Regions from separate parts of the Mus musculus genome. Here region 2 is linked to region 1. A link is a contact called in public HiCAR-type data. All regions are on one chromosome and are shown on one strand. Each heading gives the region's core, a stretch centred on a gene start, on an enhancer-like site or on the middle of the called end of the contact. The rest is flanking DNA. Distances are from core to core; before and after follow the strand shown.

What was found. HiCAR-type assays count read pairs that join an accessible place to other places.
Region 2: a contact with region 1 is called in a HiCAR-type map of kidney, with 2.1 times the contacts expected there. The contact joins the enhancer-like site here to the promoter of Hsd17b2 in region 1. A contact is called at or near these places in 4 of 39 promoter capture datasets (frontonasal cranial neural crest, liver and macrophages), 13 of 484 Hi-C or Micro-C datasets (the BV-2 cell line, ECoMG-derived neutrophils, cranial neural crest and 7 more), 5 of 115 datasets of contacts at active chromatin or transcription factors (embryonic stem cells, intestinal villus epithelium, kidney and 1 more) and 1 of 9 other capture datasets (pancreatic islet).

What each region holds. Positions count from the first base shown.
Region 1 is chr8:117,700,431-117,703,463 of GRCm38.p6, forward strand. It overlaps Hsd17b2 (hydroxysteroid (17-beta) dehydrogenase 2), which reads left to right and starts at 1,516. Exons shown (of 5, transcript NM_008290.2): 1 at 1,516-1,833. The coding sequence starts at 1,566.
Region 2 is chr8:117,741,337-117,744,369 of GRCm38.p6, forward strand. It overlaps Hsd17b2 (hydroxysteroid (17-beta) dehydrogenase 2), which reads left to right. Exons shown (of 5, transcript NM_008290.2): 3 at 996-1,181. It overlaps Gm31774 (a long non-coding RNA gene), which reads right to left. Exons shown (of 4, transcript XR_003947600.1): 3 at 1,384-1,507; 4 at 1,139-1,219. Among named protein-coding and RNA genes, the nearest start is that of Gm31774, 5.6 kb to the right of the region's middle. Within about 2 kb of position 1,430, at least 26 of the 459 cell types and tissues checked have an H3K27ac peak or open chromatin away from gene starts, as enhancers often do. A contact at or near this core is called in kidney, where this site is marked.

The DNA of each region.
Region 1 (3,033 bases), core at 266-2,765:
CTTTATTAGAATCCTGCTTTGTCCTAGGCAGACACCAGTAAGCACCACACCCATCAAATCCCGTGGGAGCTCCCCTTGGGTGTCAGTATAGGAACTGGTGGTCCGAGTGTGTGTGTGTGTGTGTGTGTGTGTGTGTGTGTACGTGTGTGTGTGTGTGTGTGTGTGTTTGTGTGTACGTGTGCTCATGTGTAAGTGTGTGTTCGCGCTCATGGTATATAATACCCAGATACCTATATATAGAGACTGAACTATCTCTCCAGTTTTTACAGAAGGGCTCTTGAGCTGGTGAGTCACAGGTGTGTGGATTCAGATTCCTTGCTCTTGGATAAAGTACAGCCTCTCCCAGCCTGAATTTTCTAGTTTACAAGCTGACTCTAACAAAGGATTGTGTAAGATGCAAGCTGGGCAAAAGGAGGAACTAGCACAGGAGGGGTTGCTTTTCTGTGTTTGACCGAAAGCAGACAGTGGGTGGTTCAAAGGGCAATGCCGGGGATTGACACCCTGCTGCGTTCCGGCTCCTAATCTCTCTAGTCTCCTATTGATTGCCTCTCTCGTTATTGCCACACGAATAGAAATGTTGTAAGGACATCCTATTCGGAGACCGAGTCCTACTACCAAGAACAGAGCCTCCAACAGGGTAGACTGAGTCAGAATTGAGCAGAGCACTGGTTCTGACAGCTTCTCTCAGTCTGATTGTCATTGCTATGGTCTCTCTCTGGCACAACTGCCCTCTGGGAAGACACAGGCACCTTCCATCTGCCTCTAAGGTGAGCCTTTTTTTGGCTCATTGAGCCCTTAACCTGTCTCAGTTGGCAGTAGTCCTCCAGATACAGGCCAGATCGGGGATGCTCTCTTCTTAGAATCCACTTTCCAAGCTTCACTGATTACCTGGATAACACACACACACACACACACACACACACACACACACTCACAGCCACACATACAGATACACTCGGAGTTAGCAAAAGAACTCAACCAACACAGAGAGGGCACATCCAAAGGAGATTGTCTTCTTGTGATTCCAAGTCTGTCAATCATTATCTGAGTAAACATCTGTCAGGTGGGAGGGTGCGTGTGCGCGTGCGTGTATGTGTGTATGTGTAAGTGTGTGTATGTCTGTATGTGTGTGTATGTCCGTGTGTGTATTATGTCTGTGTGTTACGATGTGTGTGTGTCTATTTGTGTGTATGTGCCTATTTGTGTGTATGTGCATGTGTGTATGTCTATATGTCTGTGTAGGTGTGTGTATATTTGTGTGTGTGTGTATGTGTGTGTGTACGTGTGTGTGTGTGTGTGTGTGTTTGTGTGTGTACGTGTGCTCATGTGTAAGTGTTGAGTGCCTTAGGGGAATGAGCAGGTATTTATATCACAGTGCACAGTTTAAATTACATCCTGGGAGTAGTCTCCCCTATCACTACCTTTAACATGCTTGTTCAAAGGGTGCGGGGGCTGTCGTTCCCCCCTCCCGCTTGCCTCTCCCTTCATATAAGCCTGGGCTGCCTCCAGCCAGCTTCTGCACTCACAGTATTCACTGGCCCAGAGCAAGTGAAGGCCAGTGGAGAATGAGCCCGTTTGCCTCTGAGTCAGCATGGCTCTGCTTGGCTGCCGCTGCAGTGCTGGGGGGCACGCTTCTCTGCGGATGCCGGAGTGGCAGGCAGCTGCGGAGCCAGGCGGTGTGTCTCGCTGGCCTCTGGGGAGGTGCCTGCCTGCTCAGTCTGTCCCTCCTCTGCACCTTGTTCCTCTTATCCGTGGCCTGCTTCCTTCTTCTGTATATGAGTTCATCTGACCAAGACTTGTTACCTGTGGATCAAAAGGCCGTGCTGGTGACAGGTAAGTGGCCAGCATTCCTGTGATTGTCCTGCGGAGAAGAGTCTGATACTCTCTGTCCTCAGTGGGGGGACACTGTCAGTTTTGGCTTGAGTGGGAAGTGCTTAGAGTGAATGACAGGCAGCACATACCCGAGTGGTTCTCACTGCCTTTTTGCGTGTCCTTTGGTTTGGATGGGCTTTGGAAGGAGCCAGTGGTAAGACAAAACGTGACAATTGCTCAGGGCCACAGATCTATACAATGAGTGTGTTAATTTCCTAGGAATAAATATAAATAAGTAAAACAGCATCATTTCACGTGTGTTCTTGTACCAGGAAATACCTGACAGACTTCTTCAGGCTTGGTTGCTATTCTGTTCTGAGGTGACTATTTATCTAGGTCCTAGGCCTGGTCACCCCTCTATGTATGGAAGGAAGGTGGCCAGTCAGCTTTGGCACAATACTGTGTGTCTAGGGACGCCACTGTACTTTGAGCCTTTGCAATTTGCCAGGCTGCTGTCCCGAACCACGAACCACCCTGTTGTCCTGTTTGAACCTTTTCTCTATATGTCATTAGTGTATTAGTGCTTCTTAATTAGATCAAACTGGCAGTGCGTGCACACGGAGCTAGCTGCTCATTAGCTGAGCTGCCAGCCTCTCACTTCTTCTGCAGGCTCTTCTGCAGTAAGCGCGAGGCGGCCAAATTAGATTCCTTGGAGTTGTAAAACGGGTTTGTTTGGTGAAAGCTGCAACTAGAATTCCCTCAAGTGATCCTAACCCAGAAAGGCCTGGAAAGAAGAGGAAAGGCCATCGGCAGAGTCACCTTGTGAGGAGGGTGTCACCCCTGCATAAGGAAGTCATCACCTGTGGCTGGGGCCCCTGGCTGTGGTCAGCAGGGGACTCGTGGACTGATGAATCAATTTTTTTTTTTTTTTTTTTACTTTAAATCCAGTAACAAAGATTCTTCTTGTGAGCACGGTTTGGTTCTGGCTGGGGTGTGGAAGGGCAGGACATCAGCTTCTCTGAGTTTAAGATACAACAGTGAAGTCGAGTAGTTATTGTATTTCCCAGTTGTACGAAAGAAGACAGAACCATTAAGTACACGTCTGTCTCTGTCTGTCTCTGTTTGTCTCTGTCTGTCTGTGTCTGTCTTTATCTTTCTCTCTCTGAGGATCAGAGGTCAATCCTGGGTGTGTGCCTCAGCCACTCCCCATTTTATCCTTTT
Region 2 (3,033 bases), core at 180-2,679, 41 kb after region 1:
CATGACCACTCAGAATTCCCAGTGGTTGGGCCAGGTGTATGTCTGAACCAGCTGTGCTGTGATTCTGTTGTTCATCAGGGCGACACACTGTCCTAGCCAGGAAGCAGGGCTCATGGTGTTAGGACATCACAGTCACCCAGCTGTTGAGACTTTGCTTCTTGTTGCTAGGCTTTTAGAGATGAGGAAAGGATGCAGGCATGTCATCCTGAAGTGTTAATGATGTCTTTCTATACTCCTTGGAGGAGGTACTAGGCAGTGGCCCTCAATCTTCCTAATGCCGAGACATTTTAATACTGTTCCTTGTGTTGTGGTGACTCCCTAACCATAAAATTACTTCAGTGCTACTTCATAACTGTAATTTGGCTACTGTTATGAATAATAAAGCAAAAAAAATCTGATATGCAGGATATCTGATGCACGGCCCCCGTGGGAGTCAAGACCCACAAGTTGAGAACTGCTGGTTTAAAACCTGGCACACTGTGGCACTATGACTCTCATCCTGAAGTCCCACTGGTTTCCATAAATAGTGACTATCCAGCTTCCTTCCTATAGGAAAGGGGCTACCAGGCAAGAGAAGGACTGGACTGCCAGTTCATCTCAGTGAATAATGGTAGCTGCAGGAAAGGCTAATGATCTGAGTGCAGTTAATACCATCCACAAGGTGGAAGGGCAGGATCAACTCCTATAAGATGTCCTCTGACCTGGACATACCTACCGTGACATGCATGCTCTTCTCTCCCACACAGAATAAACATACTTTAAAGGTACAGGATCTCTGAAATCATTGTTTAATACTATACACATTTGTTCTCTTCACGTTGCCCCACCATGGGGGTGGTTTGCGTACATAGGAAGAGACCAAGTTTGGAAAGTTTGTATTGTGCCTGAAATCTACTTTTAAAGAGGTTTGGTGGCTCCAGAACTCGATGTGTGAAGCTAGCCACATGTTCCAGCTTCTCCCATCCTCACAGATACTTTTTTTTTTCTGTCCCCAGGACTGTGGGCCGTGGTTAACAATGCCGGGGTCTTCCACTTACCTATCGACGGGGAACTCATACCCATGAGCATCTACAGAAAATGCATGGCCGTGAACTTCTTCGGAACTGTCGAGGTCACCAAGGCGTTTCTGCCTCTACTTAGAAAGTCCAAGGGGAGGCTGGTGAACGTCAGCAGCATGGGAGGCAAGTCAACGTGTTGGCACGCAGCCACTGGGCACCTGCTACAAGACATGTACTGCATTCTTTTCGGACTACCCAAGAGAGCAAGGGGCACAAAAGCAGGGCTGGGTTGCAGTGAGTCAGCCTATGTATTCAGAGTCAGCTGACCTTCCTCTCCTTTCAAATTCTCTCATGCGAAAGCTCTTCTCCACTTTCTGTTAATTACCGTGTTCATCACTGGAGAGTTTCCAACACGTAGGACAGCTAGGTTCACAGTCCAGGTCACTGGGTGCTGTGGGAAGCCTGTCTTTGGCCCTCTCTGAGCATAGCACACTGCTATTTCCTGTAAGCTGAAAGAATGAAGAATGTCTCTCTGTGTGCGCCCTGGGTACCCTGAGTCCATCCACTAGGGTTGAACCAGATGTTGTCCTTGCCTTTCTTGGTTGGGTCCAAGATGTGTCAACAACCCAGCCGTCTCGTTTTCCATAAGCAACAGCCTCTGACCGGGCCATCACGCCTTGCCCTCTCTCATAGACATTTTTTTACCAGGAGTTCCCCAGGCCTACCTCAGCTTTGGGAGAGTTTCTGGAGTTCTTTCTCGGGTTTCTGCATGGATAAGAAGGAAATCTAAAGGGACTGGGCTCTGGACTCCCAGATCCTTCCTCCTGAGATTGGTGCTAAGTCAAGTTTGTAAAAGGAAAAGGTGCAGCTAGGTTTCTGATACTGGTGTGTGTGTGTGTGTGTGTGTGTGTGTCTGTGTGTGTGCCTGTGTGTGTGTCTGTGTGTGTGTAGGTGTCTGTGTGTGTGTGTCTGTGTGTGTATCTGTGTCTGTGTGTGTCTGTGTGTGTGTGTGTGTGTGTCTGTGTGTGTGTGCGTGCATACACGTGCAAACTCATGTGTGTACAAATAAAATAGGGGCTGGAGGTATTTTCCACCTTTTTGGGGGGTGGGCAACAGGATTTGTCATTGAACCTGGAGCTCACTGACTTAGCTAGACTGGCCAGCTAACAAACTCTGAGGATCTCTTTTGCCTTTACCTTCCTAGCACTGAGGGATGTGCTATCATTCTCCTCCCCCCCCACACCCCCCCCTTTTTTTAAAGTTGAGGGGGCTGGGTTTGAACTTGGATCTTCATGCTTGCACAGTGAGCACTTTCGCGGCTAAGCCATTTGCCCAGCCCGACACAACAGGCAACACTTGACCTTCGTCTTCATTCTGAACAACTTGGCCTTTATAGCTGCAGACCCTTTGGGAACCTCATCCCTCCCAGTCCCAGGGCGCTCTCTGCGTTCCTGATGTGGCTGACCGCAGCCCAGTCCCAGGGCGCTCTCTGCGTTCCTGATGTGGCTGACCGTAGCTCTCTCCTTGGCACACTGACGGGCCTGCGTTTCTCTTTCCTGTCTCCATTCTTGCTTCAGGCAGTCCCTTCATTCATAAGAGTTTAAGTGCTCTCTAACACCTCGCATGTGCTGTACACCCAGTACCAGGCAGGAAGTAGCATCCATACACAAGGTGAACAAATACAGTCATGCCTTGTGGCGCCTGCCCGCATCCTTCCACCAGAGAGGCTGAGGAAGGAGCATAATGAGCTCATCTGGAACTTAATTGCCTCTACAGTCAGCTTGGGTACCATAATGGTTCAAGATCAAAACAAAGGCCTGGGGAGGTGGGCTTAGTCTGTCAAATGCTTGTCATACGGTCATGAAGACATAAGGTCAATCCTCAGAATCTACATGAAAGAGCCAGGTGTGGTGGCATTGCCCTTATTACCCCAGCACTGGGGAGGAGGCAGATGGAACCCCAGGGCTTGTTGGACAGCTAGCACACTCTACTTGATGAGTTCCAGGCCAGGGAGAAATCTTGTCTCTTGCGCGTG